Regions from separate parts of the Neogale vison genome. Here region 1 is linked to region 2. The links are chromatin contacts, called in public Hi-C maps. All regions are on one chromosome and are shown on one strand. The core of a region is the stretch at or near the end of the contact, and the rest is flanking DNA. Distances in the headings are between cores, read along the strand shown.

What was found. A called contact is a pair of places that touch in the nucleus more often than the background predicts.
Region 1: a Hi-C map of fibroblasts shows a contact between it and region 2, with 7 times the contacts expected there. The contact joins the enhancer-like site here to the promoter of TCF4 in region 2. A contact is called at or near these places in 2 of 3 Hi-C or Micro-C datasets (fibroblasts and muscle).

Annotation. Positions count from the first base shown.
Region 1 is chr3:143,355,003-143,359,806 of ASM_NN_V1, forward strand. It overlaps TCF4 (transcription factor 4), which reads left to right. Exons shown (of 20, transcript XM_044242915.1): 16 at 2,206-2,341; 17 at 3,892-4,042. Among named protein-coding and RNA genes, the nearest start is that of CCDC68, 230 kb to the right of the region's middle. Within about 2 kb of position 1,934, the one cell type or tissue checked has open chromatin away from gene starts, as enhancers often do. A contact at or near this core is called in fibroblasts, where this site is marked.
Region 2 is chr3:143,011,066-143,016,216 of ASM_NN_V1, forward strand. It overlaps TCF4 (transcription factor 4), which reads left to right and starts at 1,806. Exons shown (of 20, transcript XM_044242915.1): 1 at 1,806-1,959; 2 at 4,164-4,255. The coding sequence starts at 4,184.

The DNA of each region.
Region 1 (4,804 bases), core at 684-3,183, 340 kb after region 2:
ATCATGGATGCTTACAAGGAAAGCTTGGGTGTTTTAAGAGAAGGATTTTTAACATAAAAGGGATTTCCATCTTTGCTAGACTCAAACCTGTGGTTACCTTCAGTGATTCTAATTCACAGTCATCTTCTATGGAAATTTAAGAGATTAAACCCATTGGGAATACCAGTAAATACGCATCAGCACTATGGGAATTATTCGCGTTTCCATTGATTGACAAGCTCAAAGAGGTACCGTTTGCTCAAGCCCTGCAAATTCATCCTTACAAGTTGACACCTTAGATTGAAAGGATGATCATCGATCGAATGAGTCTTCTAAATGCACAAATACAAAAGTGGCAAATCAAAACCTGAATGGAAAATAGCAATCACTCTTTTGTTTGGAACAAATATAAAAACAGACCAAGAGCGAGTGAGAAATGGTTGGGGGCATCCGGTGGGCCCGACCTGCCTGGAAGTGATCCGGCGTCAGTTACCAGGGGAGACCACAGTGGCCTGGTGGGGGCGTTGCCTAGACAAAGGGGGCTTGCACTTGTTCCATGGAACTCCAGAAGTTGAGACTAGAATCCGTGGGTGGAGTGTACAAGGAGGCCAACTTGTGATTAAAATGGAATGGGCTGCTTTAGGAGGTAATCATGGTCCCCTTACATCTGTAGCTCCCACATAGAAGCGAAATAGCCACCATTCAGAATGTTCTGGGAAGGGACGCAGGCACACAGGTGGCAGACAGCCCTAGACTCTTAGCCACAGCATTCATTTATACTCCCCGATGCTCACGAATCTTTAAATCCTGTATATTCTTGGTATATTTTGAACCTGAGCAATTAGTATGATTTACGTGATCCCTCCCCTTCCCCCCCGAGTTATTTCCTTCTGTGCTGTTTTGGATTATATAATGGTGATACTTTATACTAGGTTGCCTTTAGATAGAATGTGCTTCCTTTGGTTCTGTGAATTTTATTGTTGTCGGTTCAGATTCTTATTGTTGTTGCGTTCTTTGGAAACACTCTTCTAAAACATTTGGCAGCAAAAAGAGGGAAGATTCTGCTTTGTAGGGTTTTTGTTTTGGGATTGGAAAAAAATAAACTTTTTGATTCGTAGCAGTAGAAATTCATGGATAAATATTTTTAGTGTCAGGCCCACTGTCCCGCATCCATGTTCACCCAACAATAGCTCAGAGAATAACTCCTTGGAAATGCAAACGAAAATGTCAGCTAGTCCTGTTCCTCTTGGTTTGCAAATGCTTAATGGTGTTGCTTTAAGGCGTTAAGCTATAAAGTCCGAGGTGGCTGTCTCACTGTCACTACTGCAACATCTCTGGACCCCAGAGTGGGTAGTAGTAGTTAATAAAAAGCTCAGCAGTAATTCTTCCAGACCAAGTCATCATGCTGTATTCCGTAATTTTATTCATGGAAACCTAAAGAGTGTTTAGAGTATGGTGTCTTTCTAGGATCAGAATAGTGGGAGGAAAAAAAAAAATGGAAAAATATCCAAACATCTTTGCATGGCAATGATGGCATTACTGGTGTGTTTAATAAAACCTTTATTGGTACATTTTCCGGTGTGGTGGCATTGGCAGAAACGGTCCCCCTTTGGATTTGGAACTCAGCAGCTGATGAAATGCAGTAAACATTAATTTGGAATGGGCTGCCCGTTTTGGAAAGCCAGGTGACATTTTATTATATTTGTACCGAGCAGGGGCTGTGTCCCATACTGCTGTAGCTTCCGCTGTCAGAGGCTTAGCTGGCATTATGGAAAAAAAAAAATGGCAGGCCTGAGAATCTTATCCCCTGAAATGAAAGTCGAATGCCAAATTGAAATTCCTGTAGGATTTCCGATAGCAATGGGGGAATTGAGAAGCCCACAATTAAGCATATGGGCATTAAGATAATTGTCAGATCTGTTGGCGGACATGATAGAAGACAGATGGGTACGAATCAGTGCGCTCCACTGCAGCACCCTGGGAGACAATTTGACGTTTTACCTGCCTGAGCTACTCTGCCATATTTGTCACTGGATGTACCGCGCGGCATCTCACGGAGTGTGAAGTGTTTTGCCGGGCACTGTAGGTGCAAGTGTGGTCCTTCAGCGCCCTCTAGTGAAAGGCATTTGGGAGTCTCGTTCTTCCGAGGCCCGTCTTCCTTCCGCAGGTCCTGGCTGCCCTCCCTCTGGTTCCCACTAAACTCTACCGTTCCTCTCACCCTTTCAGGTTGGGGCCCATCGTGAAGACGGTGTGGCCCTGAGAGGCAGCCATTCTCTTGTGCCAAACCAGGTTCCAGTTCCGCAGCTTCCTGTCCAGTCGGCCACGTCCCCTGATTTGAACCCACCCCAGGACCCTTACAGAGGTAGGTCCGCCTCCGAAGGCACCCTGCCCTCGCTTAGACAATAGCAACTCCAGTGTTGATCCCAGGCGTCCTTGGCATTCGTCCCTCAGGAAGCGCTGGCAAAAAACCAAGAGTCAAATTTGGTACCAAAATGGTAAGCAAATGGGAAAGTAGTTAGAACGGAGCCGGCTAATTGTGTTTCTTCAGGAACTGTTTTGCTCAAACATCCTCTGAGATCCTGGTCCTCTCTCAGCAGGGAATGAGACAACAGCCTGATGAGAGGAAATTTTATTTTAGCTATTTCCACATTTTCCTCATTCAGGTCCTCTAATGTGGTTAGTTGTAGCCTGAACATGATATTTCCAAATGAATAGGAAGGAAGGAAATTGTTTTTGTCGTTTAAGATCGAAGGAAATGTAGGGACGTCTCAAAACTGGAACTTGGTGGAATGATTTTCACTCTTTTCATCTCGCCCCGCAATGACTGCCTCAAACCACGGATGCCAGGCAGCTTTTCATGACCCCGGGGAGTGACGTTGCAGGGGCCAGACCTGGCCCGGGGACTTGCAGACCCTTAAATAACATTCTCTTATTACCCTCCCTGTGTGTTTGGAATAAAGAGGATAACACTGCCATGGCGATAGGCAGAAGCTTTTTTTCACCTGCTAAACATTGTACAAATCTGAATATTAATTATGTATGTGGAGAAAGAGACGATCACCACTTCTTAAACTTAGCCAATGTAGGCATGACCTGAGGATCTTGTTAAAATGCAGATTTTGATTCAGGAGGTCTGGAACTCTGCATCTCTGAAGAGCTCTGGCGGTGAGGTTGATTCTGGACCACAGACCAAATTTTGAGTGCCTACGAATAGAGGAGAATACCCAGTAGACGTGCTTCTACCTTAGAAATAAGTGGATACACACCGGTCACATATTAAAATCTACTGTGATCCTGAAAGTTGAAATGCATTGTGATCTTGAAAGTTGAGCCGTGGTTAAAGCTAGAAATTTCTTCAGCGAGCAGCTAACTGCTTTCCATATGTACCATTTTTAAATGCTGATTACTCCTCGAGGATAAGAGAAGCCTAATTTCAGAATATCATTAGGGTATCTATTGAAGCCTTGACTGTACATATTTAGCGTACTCCCTGGGAATTATATTTTAAGGACATTTTTCTATTAAATCATTGCATATGGAAGAAACTCAATATAATAGCTGATATTTACTTGGGTTCTTAATCAGAACATTGAGGTGTGTGATTTTCATGATTATGATTTTCATTGCAATTAAGTTGATGTTTTGTAGACAGTGAAATTACCATCTACTCCAAAAGATTGCAAAATAGAATTTAACCTCGGAGCCAATGCAAAGAGAACTTGCTTCCACAGGTGCATTTTTGAAACTTCACCAGATAGCATGGAAAAAAAAAAAAAAACCACGGCGGGAGGATCACCGTTGAGCAGCTGAAGGGTATAGGCACAGCTCCACAATCCGCAGAGCGTGTGCTGGTGCCTCGGGTCTTCCGTGGAAGCATCACCTGGTCTCTCTCTGTCTCTCCCTTTCCGGCAGGCATGCCGCCAGGATTGCAGGGCCAGAGCGTCTCCTCCGGCAGCTCTGAGATCAAATCCGACGACGAGGGCGATGAGAACCTTCAGGACACGAAGTCTTCCGAGGACAAGAAGTTAGATGACGACAAGAAGGATATCAAATCGATTACTAGGTCAAGATCTAGGTAACAGTATATGATACTGTCGCTTCATTTAATTCCTTTATTGGACTTTGATGAAGTGAACAGAACAGGAAGAAACTACTCAGTTTTTTCCTGGCAGGTAAAACTACAGCTGAAAAGAAATTTCAAGGCTTGCTCTAGAGGTGCTAAGTATCATTTAAGATACCGGCCCTCTAGTGAAGCCTAAAATGTCTTTGCACTTACGAATTTGGACCTCGTGCTCACTGCACGCAGTGCAGACAATTTGTAACTGATTCAAGTGCAAACGGTTGATTTAAAAAAAAAAAAAAAACTATGCTTATTCTGCGAATTTGGTCAGAAATGATCTTTCCAAAATATTTCTAAAAAGAGATCTTAGCTATGTTGAAAATGCAGCTGAGGTATATGCAGCTATGACTTTTCTCTTCTCTCGAACGTGAGCAAACACTGATTTCCCAGCTCTATCTTAAGCGTGTTGGTATTTAATAATGATGATGATGATGATGATGATGATGATGATGATACCGAAGTTGCTCACTTTTTTCTCCCAGATACTCCTTTCTACAGAAAATACAACGGCAGGAAAATAGCTTCTGGTTGGTTTTCTTAAATAATCTGGTATCTTTCCATTAGAATCTGTTACCTGGAATGTGAATCCTCATCTGATGATCAGGTGGTTTTGGAACACCGTGACACCCAGGTTCTTTGCCTCAGTTCCCTTGGGTTGTTTTTATTTGTAAGTTAAATCAATCATGCTGTGACTGCACACCCCCT
Region 2 (5,151 bases), core at 556-3,055:
AGATGAGGACATGGAATGGTGATAGAAGACAGAAATCTTCACAATGTGTGAATATTGAGGAAACAAACTATAAATGCCCTAATTCTTGTTTTCTAAAAACTTACGTATGAATTAAAGGTCTTAAAAATTAATCTGAACTCTGTTACTGCCACAAAATTGCATCAGAAAATGGAGATTAGGTGGTTCCTGCTGCCAGATGGTATAGGAATGTGGTTGAATGTTGACTCTGATCCCAGACTGCCTGGCTTCAAAGGTGGGTTCTATCACTTAATAAAGTTGTGTAATGTTAGGCAGGTTTGTGTCATTTACCAGAGTGTCCTGAGTCAAGCTCTTCAGCATTGCTTGATTCTGATTTTCTGTATATAAAATATATAATATAAAAATATTTTAAAAATACCCTCTAGAGTCATTCTCAGGATTAGAGCAGCCAACATTTGAAAAATTCTTAGAACAGTGTTTCGCACATAGTAAACCCACCATGTAAGTGTTAACCCATCATTATGATTACTCGCTTTTCTCCCGTGGGAGGATTAATACACTGGTGGAACAGAGAAAGCTCCCTTTAAAATCCGTGGACTAGATCAGCGGTATCCGTTGGTTCAGCGAGGCATTAGATGGAAAGGGAAGTTTTCTTATGTGGTGGCTCCGTCTTTATCTTTAACCCCTTAACTCCTGAAATTCGTAAAAGTCATTCTTATTTGCAAGTCACAGACCAGAAAGCTGGCTGGAGGAGGTATCCGCTTGGCCAGAACTCTAAGATGGGTCAGTAGTGGTTCGTGGTACAAACTCGATTTGAGTCTACGACTTCGTAAACTCAAGTCCTCTCTGAGTGAAGACCTCCTAGTCTTAGAAAGTTCTCCTCTAGGGTCCTAGAAAAAGATGGGGTGGGGTGGCGAGGAGAGGACCCTCATCCCTCTTCAAGCCCAGGAACTACAACTTGGTTCAGCGGCCTTTCCCCCACGCTGCACAAGCGTGGCTAAGAGGCCTGGCTCCACACGGCCAAAGAATCCGGGCTCTCTTTTTGTTGGTGGGGCCAGCCTCAGGGGATCTGACTCCCCTGAGGAAATCCGTGGCGTGTAATGCCTAATTTATTTTGGAAACTACACTTCTAAGTAAAAAAAAAAAAAACCCACCCAAAAAACAAAAATACAAAAACAAAAAATAGGGAGAACCAAGGAAAGCGAAGAAGAAGCAGCGCACAGGATCACGAGGCCTGCGAACAGCCCCAACCTCAAGACCCTTTACGGTTCGGCCCCACGCGCGACACCAGACTGAGCCCAACCACCCGCCTCCGATCCCGGAGGAGGCGTGGCCCGCACGCGCCGCCATCTTAGGTGCCTCTCTAGGCGCTCTGTTTACTACTCTATGGCCGCTCGCTCCCGCCCCGCCCCTCCCCAGTCATTGTCTGGAGGAGCAGCCGCGGCCGCAGCGCCTTCTCTTTATAAGCCCGCAGTGCCCGGATGTGAATGGATTACAATGTATCTTTCAGGGAAACCTATTATTATCAATGTGACTCCACGGGGGAGTCAATGGTGATGATGATGAGGAGGAGGAGGATGATGATGATGAGACACCTCTAAACTTGGAACAAGTTTAAGACTTTATAAGAGGAGAAGAAAAAAAACCCACCAACAAGATTTGTTTGAGGAAAAATTCTAACTATCCTGTATTGATTTTTTTTTATAAACAATAAGAAAAAGTTGTTGGATTTTTTTTTTTAATGATTTCTTTTTTGGGGGAGGGAATTTTGTTGCAGTTTTATGGTGGAAAATGCAAAAACCAGAGCCAGGTGCATAATCTTGTATTCTGTGGATATCCCTGGAGCAGAACTGAGTACCAGTTAAAATACTTTTTTGGGGGATACACATGTGAGATACTAAGTACTTGCAGAAGATTTTTGTCTTTCTTTTTAAAGTCACTTTCCTTGGAATATTGTGAGCATATTTGTGGCCATTTAAGGTAACGTTACAATTTGCTGTCAGAGTAAACTGTTTGTAATTGAATTTAATTTTTAAAATGTCGATCCCAATGTTTTATTAAAACAAAAGGAACAATCTATTAAATAATTGCCAATGGGAAAAAGTGTGTGCATGCATTTTGTGTATGTACTTGCACATCTAGCAATTACAGGGTTTCTGGAATGTGTATTTTAACACACGTTAAAATAGCGTATGTTGCATATACTGGTTAAAGCACGGTTGTTATTATGAAACGATAGAATTATGAAGCTTAATTTTAATCCTAAAAAGTGATGTGAAAAAGTATGTTTTAAGAGCATGCAAGGCCTGCAATGGTAAATGTTGAATTCAAAACTTATAGTGCTGGCGAACGGGGACTTAGCGTGGCTAGGAACTCAAGTGTAAAAACAAAACAACATCCACCCTCAAAAATTGCCTTTTTTTTTTTTTTTTTTGCGAAGTTTGCAGCTATACTAATCTGTGACTTAAAAGGGAGGGGAAAGAAAGTATGCAATTTAGGTTTCGCCCCCAGTGCAAAACTACCGAAATGAAAATCTCCCCAGCAAAATGTGGTTTGGTTTATATATGGAAAAGAAAAATATTGTTCCTCTTGGCAAAGTCTTTTTGCATCACGTGTATTTGCAGCCTAGTATAAACTTGCTTTGCTGTGTGTGGATGTGTGAGTGAGAGGGAACGAGAGTCAGAGAAAGAAAGAAGTGAGGGGATGTAAACTCGAATAAATTTCAAAGTGCCTCCGATGGATGAAACGAGCAAAAACTGAACTGTTCAGGCTTCAGATTGTAACTGACGATCTGAGGGAAAATGAGGTGCTCGACGAATTTTCGTTTGTATTTTTTTGCGAGGCGGGGGAGGTGTTGAGATTTTTTTGGTGTGTGTGTGTGTGTGTGTGTGTATGTGTGTGTGTGTGTGTGTGTGTGCATCCCAGCCAGCCCGACCCGAGTGAGCCGCGTCTCGCCGCCGGAGCCCCCCCACCCATTTCTTTGCTGAACTTGCAATTCCGTGCGCCTCGGCGTGTTTCCCCCTCCCCCCTTCCCTCGTCCCCTCCCCTCCCCGGAGAAGAGAGTTGGTGTTAAGAGTCAGGGATCTTGGCTGTGTGTCTGCGGATCTGTAGTGGCGGCGGCGGCGGCGGCGGCGGCGGCGGGGAAGGAGCAGGAGCGGGCGCGGGCGCAGGAGGAGGAGGTGGTGGTGGTGGAGGCAGTGGTTAGACATGAACGCCGCCTCGGCGCCGGCGGTGCACGGAGAGCCCCTTCTCGCGCGCGGGCGGTAGGTACCGGCGCCGGCGGGGCTCGGCGGGCTGAAGCGCCGGGCGGCGCGGGGCTGGGGCTCGGCGGCTCCGCACGCGGCTCCGCGCTTCCCGAGCCGCGGGCTCCCGGCTCCCGGCGCTCCCAGAAGAGACACCCCTTCCCCTCCCGCGCCTCTTCCCTCCTCCTCATCTCTACCCCCCCGCCCCCCCCAGCAATGCCACTTGGAGGGACCGATGACTTTGCCAAGGGCCTGACTTTAATTTTTACAACCCTTTCTTTCACAAATTAGGGTGCTGGACAATTACAGGACCCGACCCTCCACTTTGCTCCCCCCCCTTTCGCCGACCCTGTCACCCCTCCCCCTTTGGACGTGTTTTCACTCCAGAGACGCTCATCTTTAATTTCTTTATAGCTACTTTGAAATGCAGAGGGGAGTGGTGTGTGTGAGTGTGTGTGCGTGTGTGTGAGTGTGTGAATGTGTGTGAGGGGGGGTGGGGTGGAGGGTGGGGGGAAAGTTGAGACCGGATCGTTCTGAGTAGTTTCTCTTTTCTCTGTGATCCATTCATTTCTCGCTCTACCTCCTGTTGCATAAAATGATGCGCTGAAGAGCGGCTTTTTTTTTTTTTCCCCTTCCCGGATTTGGTTTTATAGTGGATGTTACCAGTTTTGATCATCTCTTTGGAAATACAATATCAATATCGCTTTTTTTTTTTTTTTTTTTGCTATTGCTGCCTATTCCATCTTAAAAAAAAAAAAAACAAAAAAAAAAACCAAAAAAAACCAAAACCAACAAACTCTCCCATCCCTCCCTCCTTTCCACCTTAATCCCGCCCGCCCCCACATCCCCACCCCCAACCCCCCCAGTCTCCAAAAATCCGATTGTGTTTTCTCCAAGGATTGGGACTGGATTTTCTGATTGCGGTTATTTCCATGTTTCTAGGTTTGTGTGATTTTGCTAAAATGCATCACCAACAGCGAATGGCTGCCTTAGGGACGGACAAAGAGCTGAGTGATTTACTGGATTTCAGTGCGGTAAGAAAGAACGGTGGAAACTAACAACAGCTGTGAAAAACAAAACAAAACAAAACAAAAAAACCCAAACACTTCAGCTAGAAACCAATAGTAGTCTAAAGGACAGGAATAATTTTTAATTGGCTGAATCCTTGGCAAACACGAAGGTCTTTTTGATAAGTTTTTAACTACAATTTTTGGGTGTGATGGACGATTCAGGCTTTTTTTTTTTTTTTTTTTTTTCCCCAGAGTGTAATTACTTGCCTTGAATTCCCTACCCACCGGACCTCCAAAATAATGGAATCTCACCCCAAATGAAAGGACAAACAGACAACCCTAAAACCTGGCTTTATCTGAACATGAGAGTACTCATACTACTTTGCATACTACTTGTTTTATTTTATTTTATTTTATTTTCTGGAAATGGAGAAGAGAAAATAGGAGACCCAGTTGTCTCTTAAAGTTTTAAATTGATGATGCTTTGGGTTCGTAGGACCTGTAGTCCTCTTAGTTGCATCTTTTCCTAGGATTCTGAAAACTCGTGTATGTGTACCGAGCATCATACACTCCTTAGACTCCTTTAGACTGTTTTGGTAAATTTCACAGTCGTGATATCAACACGAAGCCAAACTTACACACTTGTGGAGTTTTACGGCTGTAGTTGGTCCCTCTCCATCCCTTTGCTTCCCTTTCCCAAACCAAGTCCCAGACCTGTCAGGGGAATTAATTCATTTTTAATGCCAGATGAGTTTGGTGTAAGATGCATTTGCAAAGCAAAATAAAAAGAATCCACAAAACACACAAATAAAATCCAAACCGCCTTCTAAGTGGGGCTCTTTCATGTTGCTGCTGCTGCCGCTGCTGCTGCTGCCGCTGCCGCTGCTGCTGCCGCTGCTGCTGCCGCTGCTGCTGCTGCT